Linked DNA regions of Sus scrofa: region 2 is linked to region 1. Evidence: chromatin contacts called from public HiChIP or PLAC-seq data. All regions are on one chromosome and are shown on one strand. The core of a region is the stretch at or near the end of the contact, and the rest is flanking DNA. Distances in the headings are between cores, read along the strand shown. Region 1 holds the start of LZTS2 (leucine zipper putative tumor suppressor 2). Region 2 holds the start of PDZD7 (PDZ domain-containing protein 7).

Region 1 (6,517 bases), core at 1,836-4,335:
TGAACAAATATATCTGAAACATAATCTTAGATAGTGAAAAATGTTTTAAAGGAAAAAATACAGTAATGTGATAGTGCTTATAGGCTGGTTTAGATTAAGATCTAAAATCTCTCTGAGCATAGGATGTTGTAGCTGGGGACTATGAAGAACTAGGATTGAGCCATATGAACATCTGGAGAAAGAGGAATCCTAGCAGAGGGAAAAGCAAATACAAAGACCCTAAAGTGGGAATGAGCTAGTTGAGTTCAAAGCAGTGGGGTCAGGGAGTCCCCATTGTGACTCAGTGGGTTAAGAACCTGATGTAGGAGTTCCTGTTATGGCACAGTGGTTAATGAACCTGACTGTTATCCATGAGAATGAAGGTTTAATCCCTGGCCTTGCTCAGTGGGCTAAGGATCTGGCATTGCTGTGGCTGTGGTGTAGGAGGGCGGCTGCAGCTCCAGTTGGACCCCTAGCCTGGGAAACTCCATATGCCATGGGTGCAGCCCTAAAGAGACCAAAAAAAAAAAAAAAAAACCCAAAAAACTAACACAGTGTCTGTGAGGATGCAGGTTCAATCCCTGATCTCACTGGAGTGGGTTAAGGATCTGGCGTTGCCATGGCTGTGGCTGTGGCATAGGCCAGCAGCTGTAGCTCAGATTTAACCTCAGGAACTTCCATAAGCAACCTAAAAAGAAAAAGAAAAAAAAAACAAAAACAGTGGGGTCAGCCCCCTGAACTTGCAGGGGAATAGTGGACTTCTGCAAAAAGCCTCTAGCCCGGGCTTGTAGAGGCAAAGGGCTGCATGGTGGGTATCAGACTGGAGCCTACCACGAGGTGGTGCTTACTGCCACTGGATCTAGGTGCTTGGCAGTTATGCTACCAGGGCCACAAAGAGGGAAGTCTTGGCTAGAGAGCCATGGAAGGAAGCTGTGAGCCCAGAGTGCCTGCCACCCTGATGCTCAGTCTATGGTATCTGCCTCAGATTGCTGGAGTGGATGCAATCATGACTTTTTGTAGAGCCTTTTCCAGTTTTATTGAAAAAAAAAAAAAAAAATTGCCTTTGTTGCTGTGCATTTTTTTGTTTGTCCACCAGATGTCTCCCCAGTTTTTAACTGGATTTTCTCACTTTGAACTGGATGGGTCCCCTACCCCACCCCATCTGAGCTATGGGCTCCCAAGAAAGCAGGGGCATTAAAGGGTCTTCATGCATACACCCCCTTACACCTCTTCATGGCCTGGGGAAGACAGGATGGTGCCTCTTTATCCCTATCGTCTGTGAGGATCTCTGTGTGATCCCTGGCAGAGGTGTGGGTCACTGGGCCCCATGCCTAGGCCTTGCTGGACCAGCTGGCGCTCTATGACATGAGCCACTCATTGGCCTCTCTCATTGTGAACTCTGGCTCAGCATATTCTTATCCCCCCTACCCCCCATTTTCCTCTTCTTGCATCCTCTCAGCGTTTATGTTAATGTGTGTCAGGACTGGGGCTCCTGTTTAAAAATGCAGAACCTAGGCCCTGCTGTCTCCCCATTCCTCACACGCACAGGCATTTCTAATTCTGGAGGTTTCAGGAGATGTACAGGACTCCTCATGTGTAAGAAGTCCTGAAAGAAATTAGACGATAATTTATCCAGAGACCCTGACAAATATTCCTAAATAATGACACTTTTCCATTTCATTTCCTCTGATATCCCGAAGTGCCCGTTTCCTTTTAGATTTGCCTGCAGAAGTGGTGAGAATGCAAGCTGTTTTAAAGGGGCTGGGGAGAAACCTTTTGTAGAGGGGGTTGGGGGAGGTTTCCTGCTCCCTGGAAGCAGGGCTGCCTTATCAAGGTCTCCCTGTAACCTGAGAGGAGGCTCTGGACCCCTGTGGGATGGATGGTCTGGGGTCTCTGGTCTGTGGTGTGTGAGAACTGTGACTGCAGTTGTCTTCTGAAACAGACCCTGGAGCAAAGCCATTCCCTGGGGGGGAGGGGGGAGATCCTCCAGGGCCTCCCTTCTTGGGGGTCTCTCCCAGACTGGCTGGAGCCAGCTCTCCTAATCCCACAGTAATCATTCCCAGCCGCTGGCTGGTCTAGGCCTCATCCAGGGGCTACAACACTGAACATCAGCCATGCCTTCCAGATGCACCCCACCAGATCAATGCTACCTAGAAAGGTGTTGGTCTGGTCTCCCTAGAATGCCTGGTGTGTTCTCAGGAAATACTTTAGGAGTTTCCATTAGGGAACTTTTGCGAGGTGTCTGTGTGAACTGGCTATAGAGGAATAGATACACACTTGCCCGGCTTGCCCCACCCTCCTAGCAGACACCACCACACTGCACAAACCAGCTCGGGGGAGGGGAAGCTAATTCTCCCCCAGCCCCACCCCGTACACAAGCACATTCCATTCCACACCTGTCTTAAGCTCCTAGCATCAGAATTAGCCAGAAGTATGTTCCGGAGTAACTGCAGCCTAGAAAGTGGCAGGTAATCCCTAGTTCCTGGGTAAGGTCCCTGGGACTCCCTGTCCCTGTACTCAGCCAAAGTGGATTGAGGCAAATCACCTGGGCTAGAACCAGCATTCCATGTGCCCAGTTGGACATTTAGAACCTTCCTGAGAGCTGAGGAAGAGCCTGACAGAACAGGGTCCCTGGATCTGCAGCGCTGTCTGCTGTCTTCAGACTCATTGTCACACTTAGCTGTGTGGGGGCAGCTTTGGTTCTCCATCTTGCATTTGAGAAGGGACTAAACTCACAAGACTCCGGCTACCCAGGGCTCAGGCTGCAAATACAGCCCAGATACCTGTAGACAGCACAGTCTGCCCTCACAAAGGCCACTTTGGGTGCCATGGAGGGAGGGAGCCCTTGGTTCCTCCCTGCAGTACAGGTCAACTTCCTGTTTGTGCCTGTGGGTGGAACTTTTACGAGTCTAGGAGAAGCGTGGCCATACTCTGTGGGGGCCCAAACCGGCAGGCCGGCTCACCTGGGCCGACACCTACTCGGGGAGGGGGAGGTGCTGGTCCTCAAGGGCAGCCCCAACGCCGAGGTGTGTGTGTGTGAGGAAGGCGGGGTCTGTTTTGGTGAAACCCGAGCCTTCTTTGTCTGCTTCCCAGGGGTTTTCCCCATCTGGGGACTGGGCTGAGCATGGACCAGGATGGGCTCCCTAAAGCGCTGAGGAAGGTGGCTGTAAAGCCCTACAGCCGACTTGGTTAGGACAGCCAGCCAGCTTAGCTGTCACGTGCCACTGGCCCCTTCCCCGAGCTGAAAGACAAATGCTGTAAGGTGTGAAGTCAGAGGCCAGAGGAGCAGTCCTGGGCCACCATCGAGCCACATCTGGGCTGGGCACTGGGTCGGTTGTTGAGGGGGTGCTGCGCAGACCACTCCCCTGTCGGGGTCGGGGGCGCGGCCTCAGCCGCCCCGCCCCGCTCCTCCAGGCCCGGCCGGACGGGCGCTGGGAGTCCGCAGCCCGGAGCGGGCTTGGGAGCCGGCCGATCTGCGGCGAGGAGGTGCTGGCGCTGGAGCAGGAGCCGGGAGGGGAGCTGGAGCGGCGGCGCAGGTGGCCCTAGGTGAGTGCGTGGTGGGGCCGCGGAGGTGTCGGAACTCTAGCTCCTGCACAGCCCCGCGCCGGAGCGAACTTTACCGGTCTTGGAAGGTTGGGGGTTGGAGTGAGGAGGGGAGTCCCCAGTGCAGGAGGCACAAGCGAAGAGTGTGAACAGGGAACCTACACGGAACCTCACACTCACGGGTCCAAACACGCGTACACACAGACCCACGCGCGCACCTGAGACAGACGAACACACGTGCACCCTAAAGAGGACGCGCCCAGTGAGCTGTGCCTGCCGTCCCTGGAACAACGCCACTGGCCCGCGGGACCCCCAGCGGGCAAGGCGCGCTGCTGCCGCGTACTTGACAGGGGTGGGAGGAAAGACCCAGGGACCGCCGACGGGGGCGGGCCGGGTGGGACAACTCCAGAGGTTCCTGCTTTCCGGCAGCCCGCAGGTGAAGACTAAGACGTAAACAGGAGCCGAGCACGTGATCGTAGCGCAGACCTGTGGGCTGTGCTCCCCCCACCCGGGCCTCAGGGCGGGAACCGCCCGCCCCGGTGCAGGACGGGCTTGCAAGGTACCTGGCCGGGCTGTAGTCCATTCTCCACCTCCCCCGGAAGGAGAACACAACGCCCCCTGGAGTCGGGTTAGCGAAGGAGAACAGGAGGCTGTTGGTCTGGCCTGGGGTTACCTGGGCTCTTCGCCCTTCCTTCTCCCCAACATGGTGCCCCATCCCTGAAGATATTGGGGGCGTGGGGGCGATATTCTGGATGGCAGCGTATAGCAGCCAAGGGAGCAGCTACGGCAGCGCCTGTGGGTGCCCTTCCTACTACCACCCCTCCCTGCAGAGCTAGGAGCTCCTCCTTGCAATGTAGGAACAGAAAGCCCACGCATGCAAGAGTGGGAGTCCCCCTTCCCCAGAGAATGCAGGAGCGTGCACATCTCAACACCAGAGAGGGCCTGTCTCCCTCCCGTAGAAGGGAAGACAGCCCCCTCCCCCCAGGGCATGAAAGTGGGCATCGGCCCTCGGCCTCCTTCCTCACCCCACCCCCCACCCCTACACGCACGCTGAGCCCAGCTGCTGCCTGAGCTTCTGGGCTGGCTGCCAGAAAGGGGAGGCGGCTCCTAGTGCCCCAGGAGGCTGGGATCAGGGCAAGGCCAGAAGAGGGGGGGGGGGTCTCTACCGGAGTGGGACTCAGTCTGTTCTTGTGAGCAGAGGGTCTAGGGTGAGCCTGCGGGTGGCTGAGCTGTTTCCCTTTCCAGGGAAAAAGAAAGAAAAACAATCCTTTCCATAGAGCTAAAAATAGAGCTGAGAGCCTGCCAGGGCTGTGGCCTGGAAGGGGGGGAGATGCTCCTTCCTGGGGTAGAGGAGCTGTGGCAGGCCTTGGCCCTGGATGGGGCGGAGTTAGGGGCCTGGAGGCTGTCCTTGTACAGCCGTGTGGGCATCAGCTGACCTGACTGGGTCACAGAGACCCTACGGGAAAGTCTGTGTGATAAAATGTTTGTGAAATACGTTGTGTACATGTAAGAAGACGTTTTTTGACTGTGAATAAGACTGTCAGTGTGTGAAAAATGCTTAGGAGACTAAGTGTATTTAAGATTGTGACTGGGTGCGAAGGACTTCGAGCTGTGAAAGCCTGTGTACAACTAGGCATGTGAAACGAATGTCTCTGTGTGTTGGCCTGAAAGATTATGGGAAGAAGAGACATGGAACCTCGTGATGAAAAAGACTGTATGATTGTGGCTGTGTGAGACTGTGGGAAAGGTCGTGTGGGTGTTAAGACTGTTTTGTTTGCCGAGCTGAGAATATCCGTGACCCTGAGAAGACAGTGGGATGTTGTGTGCTACGCGGCTGTGTAGGTTTGGCCTGTAGGCTTGGATGGGCTCACCTCAGTGACTGTTGGGCCCAGGGGCTGCTTCTCTCGGATCAGTGGCCTCTCTCTTAGGAAATGACTCTGAGGGAAGGCTGGGGAGCACTGAGCCGCGCTGGGGAAAGGCCTAGGCTTTCTAGGGTAAGGTCCCCCAAGGTTGGCGGTGACCGAGTGTGTTCTCCGAATGGGCCGCCAGGTGGCGCCACCTCCACAAATCCAAGCGTGCCTCCTCCAACCGGCTGCGGGTGGGGCAGACACCCACCAAGCCTTGGCCCCCGACTTGTGCTGGGGCGCAGGGCCCCGAATCGGGGGCAACTGACCCTCCGCCGCCCCCTCTGGACTCCGAAGCTGGAGAGTGTGTCTGGGGGAAGAGGCATCGACGAGACAAGAGAAGGGGGAAGGGCGGCCGCCTCGGCGCCTGGCCCTTTGTGCTCGAACAATGACCAGCTGCCGCTGGCCCCGGGGCCCGGGTAGGGGTAGAGGGTGACCTGCCGCCGCCGCCGCCTAATCCTGAGCCGACCGAGACCCCAGACACTGGCCCTCGGAAGGAGGGAGCCTGAGTCCCGCCGCGCAGCTCCTGCGTGTTGCCCGCCGGACACGCGTGACGCGGGGTGCCTGCGCGTGTCCGCGCCCCGGGGGCGGGGTCGCCCCCAGACCCTCCCCAGCGTTGCGCCGCCCACTCGAGCCGGGCGGGGGCCGGGCCAGGCCGGGCCGGGCCGGGCCGGGGGCGCTGCGGAGGCGGGGCCGGGCCGGGCCGGGCCGGGCCGCTCCGAGTGGGGCGCGCGGGCTGAAGCCAGGCGGCGCGCCTGTGGAGCGCTGGGGGCGGCCCGGGGCTGAGCATGGAGCAGCGCGGCGGAGGTGAGGGGGCGCCGGGGCTGGGAGGCGGCCTGGGGGCGCCCCCAACTTCTCCTCGGCGGAGGTCCCGTGGGGAGGCGGCATTCCACAGCTGCCCCCACTTTATGGAAGCGGCGGGGGATGGTGGGGGGTGGACTCCGGGGGATGGGTGGGGGGGCTCCCGGCTTCCTGTCTCTCGGAATGGGAACTCGTGATCCCAGACTTGATCCCGCTGGATGGTCCTTGGAGTTTGGTGAGGGGGAGACTTTCCCCAACTCTTCTGCCCCCAAAACAGGTCCGTGGGATCT
Region 2 (6,411 bases), core at 493-2,992, 33 kb after region 1:
TCTCCCACCCATGACCAGAGAAATGCCCAGTTCCGGCACCATCATGGGCTTTTGGAACTATTTATACAACAAGGTGGATGGGAACCCCTCTTTCACCCCTAGTTCCTGCTCTCAGCTGAGTCATCTCCTCCACAAGTCCCCCGTCCTCAGTAGAGGCGGAAAGAGAGGAGACAGAATTATCGTCAGCCCTAGGGCTTCAAGCAGTGTGAGAGAAACCGGGGCCAGAATAGTTCACTGCGCCGCCTCTCAAGTGTATGTGGGTAGAGGACTAGCCCCAAGGGCTTGGCCCTCGAGGGGCTCCAGGACGTGGCACAGCTGCAGCCAAAGGCCCCAGAGATTCCTCGGCCCCTAGAGATCCCCAGGTCCCAGGCTGCAGTCCCCTCCACCCCTACCCCCCCACCCCCCATCCAGGCTTGGGGTAAGGACTTGCTGTCGAGAGCCCTTCAACATACCGCGCAAAACCTGGAACCAAGTTCCCCAAAGAAACTCCGGGACCCAGAACGCAGCACCCCACCCCCGGCTCGGTCCTCCCGGCCCCTCTCACCTGCTTGCTTGTGCGGCCGCAGCCGGCCTCGCCCGCCCGCGGGCGCGCGCAATACCGCAGCAGCCGCGGAATCCCCGCCCACGCCCCGCGGAGGCGGCAGGAATGGGGCAGGCTAGTGCAGCCCCGGGCTCCCATTGGCTGGGAGCGACGCCAGTCATTCCTCCCTCCGCCTCCCTTGGGTGCCCCTGAACGCAGTTCGCAACCTGGGCTGGGGTCGCTGGGTTCTACACACTCCAATTGAGTTCGGATGCCCCACTCTGTACCACGAACTTAGGGCTGGGGCCTTGGCTTGCTCTGCTCCCGCTACCTGTACAGCTCAGGGGAGCCCAGAACCCTGTCTTCTCCAGGCCAAGCCAGCTGCCAGGACTCGTGGAATTGTCACCCCTCTGCAGTGATCCCTGAGGCCTCAGTGAGGATGTCACCCAACAGCGGGGTGTGAGCCTGCGGTGGGCAGGAGCATGGGTGTGTGGCACGCATGCTCTGAATGATGATTGGGTGAGGGTGCGTGTGTGTGTGTGTGTGTGTGTGTGTGTGTGTGTGTGTCTGAGCGCTGCCTTCACATGCATCCTCCTTCTATATCAGAAAGTGTCTCTCTGGCCACCCAGTTCTGGAATGTATGCGGGGGGGGGGGAGGCAGCTGATAACAGGACACTAGGAGGAAGAATCTTTTTGATCCACTTCCTTGATAGGACAGAGGGATCTTGAGATTTCCGCCCCTTCACACCCAGAGCAGGGACTGGGGCCAGGGTCTGCGAAGCAGGGGTAGAAATTGCGGGCATAAAGAAACTGGGCACCCTAGCAGAGTTAGAGGTTACAGAAGGGAGTAAGGAGGGGACTAGGAAGGAGGAAAGGACTGGGGACATAGAAGGGGCACAGGCACGAGAAGAACCACACTGGTGCGAGTGCTGAGGTGCTGCGAGAGGAGCTTGTGGGAACCAGGAGAGGCGCCCAGGGGGGCAAGTAGGCAGAGGCCACTGCCAAGGCAGCCATCGAGTAAACAAGCCGGCGGTAACCCGAGTCCCTCCGAGCGCACCATCAGTGGATGCCCCTCCACGTCGCGCGCCTTCACCCTGGGCACCCAGATCCCTTGCTGAAGAAACCCGGTGCCTCCCGAGGCCAACCAAGGCACTGTGAGCAAATGGGGCAGCGCCCGCCGCTCTTCCCCTCCTCTCTCGGGCTGGGGACAGGGCCAGAACTGATCCTGGAGTCGGGATTGGCTCTGGGAGGCACCGTAGGGCCGGTCTCGGTGGACCGGGCTGGGGGCGTCGCCCCTAATGATACCCAACGCCCCCAGGCTCTGCCAATCCCTGGCCACGCCAGGCGAATGCGCCGAGGGAGCCCCAGCCTCTCAGGCTAGTGAGCGTCACACGTGACGTGTGCTTGATGGGTGTGAGGGCGGGGGCGACGGGCGCAGAGGAAGGCGGGCCTAAGAGCTGCAGAGGCCGGGAGCCGGGGAGCCCAGGAGAGCGTGAGTGCTCGCTGTGCCGGGCGGGGTCCGGGGGTCAGGAAAATAGCGGGTTGAGGGCTGGGAGTCAGAGAGGAAAGCTGCCTTGAAGTGCTCTCTCTTCAGCACACTTCCAGGCAGTGTGAGATTCAGTATCTTCGGCTCAAGGGAGGTCCATGGGGCCGGAGGGGAGGTTAGTTGGGGAAGGAATGTCGGGGTGGGGCTCTATGGATCACACAATAAAGTGTCTGCAACTGATAGATATGGGCTGTGTGTGTGTGTGTGCGTGCAAGTAACGGTCTTTGTATGCAGGGCGTGTCCACTCCATTTGTAAGTCTGGGTAGGGCATGTATGCTGCTGTCTTTGTGTGTGGGTATGTGAATATGAGTGTGCAAGGCAGCGGAGGGTGTGTCTGCCTGCGAGGGAGGAAGTGTGGTTGGAGAGGATTAGTCATTCTGTAGGATTTTGCCCAACACAGCCAGATGGCGGCTTCAGGCTTGCCTTTCTGGGCTGAATGGAGGGGTCACTTACTGAACCCTGCTTCTTTTGAGGCCAGTGGCTCAGGGAGAGGTGGGATGGGTGTCTATGTCAGCCCTGCCCAGGTGGGAAACAAGGAGATCCTTGGGCCCTTCTGTGTGGGATGAGGAAGGTGGCTCTGGAGGGGGGAACTTGTGCGTGCATGCCTGTGGGCATACCTAGCTGGCAGGCTTCAGAGTCACCTTTTAGAGATCTGGAATAGATAAGCCTTAGAGTTGCCAATGAGCCATTGCTCTCCTCCAGTCCGGGCTTGGGGTGTGGGATGGCTTATACCGTCTTCCAAACAGCCTTAGGGGTTTGTATGTAGGCTCAGGGCAGCCAGGGCCTAAAGCTGAATGAACATGGATGTGTGATGCATATAATCTGCATGTTTGTGCATACAGAGCACATGAATAGCTGTAGAGGATTTGTTGCTGCTGCTGCATCAACCACACACATGTAAATCCTCACTCATGGAAATCTGTGCCAGGCCAGAGCACAAGGACATCTGTTTTCCTGGCTCTGTTCTCCCCTGTCCCCTTCTCCTGTGTCTGCAGGTCCCTGAGCTAGGACACTGCCTAGAAAACAGCTCCCCTCCCCCACATCCTTGCTTACGTATCCAGAATCACCTTGAGCTCTAGAAGGGATTGGCAGTAAGCCCAGGGACCAGGGTAGGGCTACCAAAGTTGGCCCCATGTGGAGTCCTTGGGTCCTCTCCTTGGAGTCCTCTGACTCTGGTCCCTCCCCTGCAGAAAATGGGTGAGTTGCCCTTAGATATCAATATCCAGGAACCTCGCTGGGACCAAAGCACTTTCCTGGGTAGAGCCCGGCACTTCTTCACTGTGACCGACCCTCGAAATCTGCTGCTGTCTGGGGCACAGCTGGAAGCTTCCCGGAACATCGTGCAGAACTACAGGTGACTCCCAACCCCAACTGACCCAGGGTCTCCTTCCCTGCCATTAATAAAGTACCCTTTGCACCTGTCTCCCCTGTTCCACTCCTCCACCCCAACCCCTACTCCCTAGCCCTATCTGTTGGAATCACAGACAAGTAGGGCACAGAACGTTAACCCAAAAAATTTCAGGGTGTTTGGCTTGAGAAGGTAGTATTAATATTTATGGTCAGGGGGCTGCTCTATGCTTCATACTTTACAAGGACCTGTTCCACTGCTGGGCCACCCTATACAAGGATAGAGGGGCTCAAATTTGGGTCCCAAGGAGGTAGGAGGGCAGGAGGAAAAACTCTTGCAACACCCCAGCCATTTGTGACCCGTTGGAAACCACCATTACTCATGACCCAGCATTTGGGCAGAGTCAGAAGGGCACCCTTCTATGTGTGGCTAAGAAGGGAAATAGCAATAGGAGCCTTCCTTCCGCGACAATTTAATTCTTCCCCAGAAGTAAGGAGCTTCTTTATTACGAGGTTGAGGGCCAAAGTACCTGATCCTATGCCCAGACTTCTCCTGAGCTGCGTGGGCAGGGCTTGGGTGGGGGGATCTGCCCCTAGAATTGCTGTCTGCTCCTTGCCAACCCCTGCAGGGCCGGCGTGGTGACTCCAGGGCTCACCGAGGACCAGCTGTGGCGGGCCAAGTATGTGTACGACTCTGCCTTCCATCCGGACACAGGGGAGAAGGTGGTCCTGATTGGCCGCATGTCAGCCCAGGTGCCCATGAACATGACCATCACCGGCTGCATGCTCACCTTCTACAGGCAGGTTCTATCCTGTGTGTCTCCTCCCTGGGTGCTCTGTCCAAGCTAGAGCATAACTTGATGACTAGGCACTTCCGGTCTGGGCCAATTTGGGCAGAAAATAGTAGATGGGTGAGAGCTTGTGTTAGAATCCCTTCCCTTCCTCTGAACTCGGTCAGGGGTCCTCCCACCCCAGAGACCATGGGTGTGTTTGTGTAAGGACGACCATGCAGGGGTCACTGGAGCAGGTTCTAGGGTCATCAACAGGGCCTCCCCTGAGGGTTTGGGGCTAAGCTTTGGGGTTTTATGATTGGGGTCCAAGAAGGAGGGACACTGTCGAAGTAAGCCTTTTTGTTCCCCAGGAAGACCCCAACCGTGGTGTTCTGGCAGTGGGTGAATCAATCCTTCAATGCCATTGTTAACTACTCCAACCGCAGTGGAGACGCTCCCATCACCGTGGGGTGAGAGCTCATCCCCAGGGGCTCTTCTCCCCGCCCTCCGTTGCTCTCTCGTGTTCCCTGAGGGCCCATGTAGCCGGTGGCTCAGTGCCCTCCTCTCAGCCTGCCCCCACCCGCCACTGTCCTGGCTTGACTGAGGGCATGGGGTCTTCTCATGTATGCTTTGGGGGACCCAGTTCTCTTCAAGGGGAGTGACCGGGGCTTCCGGACAAGTCTATACGGGAGCAGGGGAGACGTTTCTCCACAATAAGGCCACCCTCCCACGCTCCATGTATTGAAGATTTGGCACATCCTTAAAGCAAAGAGCCACATTTGCATTGTTCACCTCCTGCCTTGTGTCCTGGCTCTTCCACCCACAGGCAGCTGGGAACAGCCTATGTGAGTGCCACCACTGGGGCTGTGGCCACGGCCCTGGGACTCAAATCCCTCACCAAGGTAAATGCCCTCCCCCATTGCACTGTCTCCCTGGTTCGTGCTTTACCTGCCTCCTTCCCGTTCACTCCTCCACCCCACCCTCAGAGTTCCTCTCCACCCCACGGCCCTTGGGGCCGCTAAGTGACATCTCCTCCCTCCCCCAGCATCTACCCCCGCTGGTCGGCAGATTTGTGCCCTTTGCAGCTGTGGCAGCTGCCAACTGCATCAACATCCCCCTGATGAGGCAGAGGTGAGTGGTCCCAGCTGCTGGCACATGCATGGCCAGAGGGCATGTAGGCACACCAGCCAGCCGCTTGAGCTGCCAGACCCAGTCTCAGTCTGATGCTGGGATCCTGGGGAAGGGGCAGAGAACCAGCCTTTAAATCTAGGCCATCCGGAATTCCCGTCATGGCTCCAGTGGTTAATGAGTCCGACTAGGAACCATGGGGTTGCAGGTTCCATCCCTGGCCTCACTCAGTGGGTTAAGGATCGGCATTGCTGTGAGCCGTGGTGTAGGTCACAGACACTGCTCGGATCTGGCGTTGCTGTGGCTGTGGTGTAGGCTGGCGGCTGCAGCTCCGATTAGACCCCTAGCCTGGGAACCTCCATATGCTGCGGGTGCAGCCCTAGAAAAGACACACAAAAAAGGCAAAAAAAAAAAAAAAAAGTAGGCCATCCGAGGGGCTCCAGGGACTAGCTGCCCATGAGGGCCTTGCAGTTCGGGTGTGGGGCCTGTGATCTAACTCTCACCCCCTTCCTTTCTCAGGGAGCTGCAAGTAGGCATCCCCGTGACCAATGAAGAAGGTCAGAGGCTTGGCCACTCAGTGGCTGCAGCCAAACAAGGAATTTTCCAGGTGGTGATATCAAGAATCTGCATGGCGATTCCTGCCATGGGTGAGGCAGGGGTGGCTCGGTGGGGCACGGGAGGCTCAGAGAGACAGGGGTGCCATTATCCAGGGGTTTTGAGGTTTACGGGAGCTGTAAGATTCAGGGGAAGAGGGAAGAGCTGTGAAGGGGGATTCCCCGCTTCCTTAGGGTCCTGACTTTCACTCCACTAACTCCCTCCCTGCCCTGCTTTGCCCTCAGCCATTCCCCCCGTGATCATGGACAGTCTGGAGAAGAAAGACTTCCTGAAGGTAGGTCACTCTCACCTCTCCCATTCTGGAAGTAGTGGTGGCTAGGAGCAGAAGTGACGAGTCCCCAACCTCCTCTCCAGCCTGTCCTGTGTCTAAGACTTGCCACCTGTTTGCCCCACCCCTGTTCCGCCCCTTGCACCTCCATTCACTCATTCAGCATGAGTGAACTGGACTGGAATAAAGGAACACAGAGGGCGCAGGAGGAGAAGGG

Evidence for each region. HiChIP or PLAC-seq counts read pairs in DNA pulled down with a chosen protein or histone mark.
Region 2: a contact with region 1 is called in an H3K27ac HiChIP or PLAC-seq map of alveolar macrophages. The contact joins the promoter of PDZD7 here to the promoter of LZTS2 in region 1. A contact is called at or near these places in 10 of 47 Hi-C or Micro-C datasets (embryonic fibroblasts, epiblast stem cells, heart right ventricle and 5 more) and 2 of 2 datasets of contacts at active chromatin or transcription factors (alveolar macrophages and skeletal muscle).

What each region holds. Positions count from the first base shown.
Region 1 is chr14:112,075,126-112,081,642 of Sscrofa11.1, forward strand. LZTS2 (leucine zipper putative tumor suppressor 2) reads left to right here and starts at 3,086. Exons shown (of 5, transcript XM_021072676.1): 1 at 3,086-3,525. TWNK (twinkle protein, mitochondrial) reads left to right here. Exons shown (of 5, transcript XM_003483540.4): 5 at 1-1,044.
Region 2 is chr14:112,109,606-112,116,016 of Sscrofa11.1, forward strand. PDZD7 (PDZ domain-containing protein 7) reads right to left here and starts at 1,743. Exons shown (of 18, transcript XM_021072670.1): 1 at 545-1,743. SFXN3 (sideroflexin-3) reads left to right here and starts at 1,878. Exons shown (of 11, transcript XM_021072679.1): 1 at 1,878-2,012; 2 at 3,257-3,420; 3 at 4,043-4,213; 4 at 4,555-4,653; 5 at 5,010-5,085; 6 at 5,229-5,314; 7 at 5,831-5,958; 8 at 6,151-6,200. The coding sequence starts at 3,260.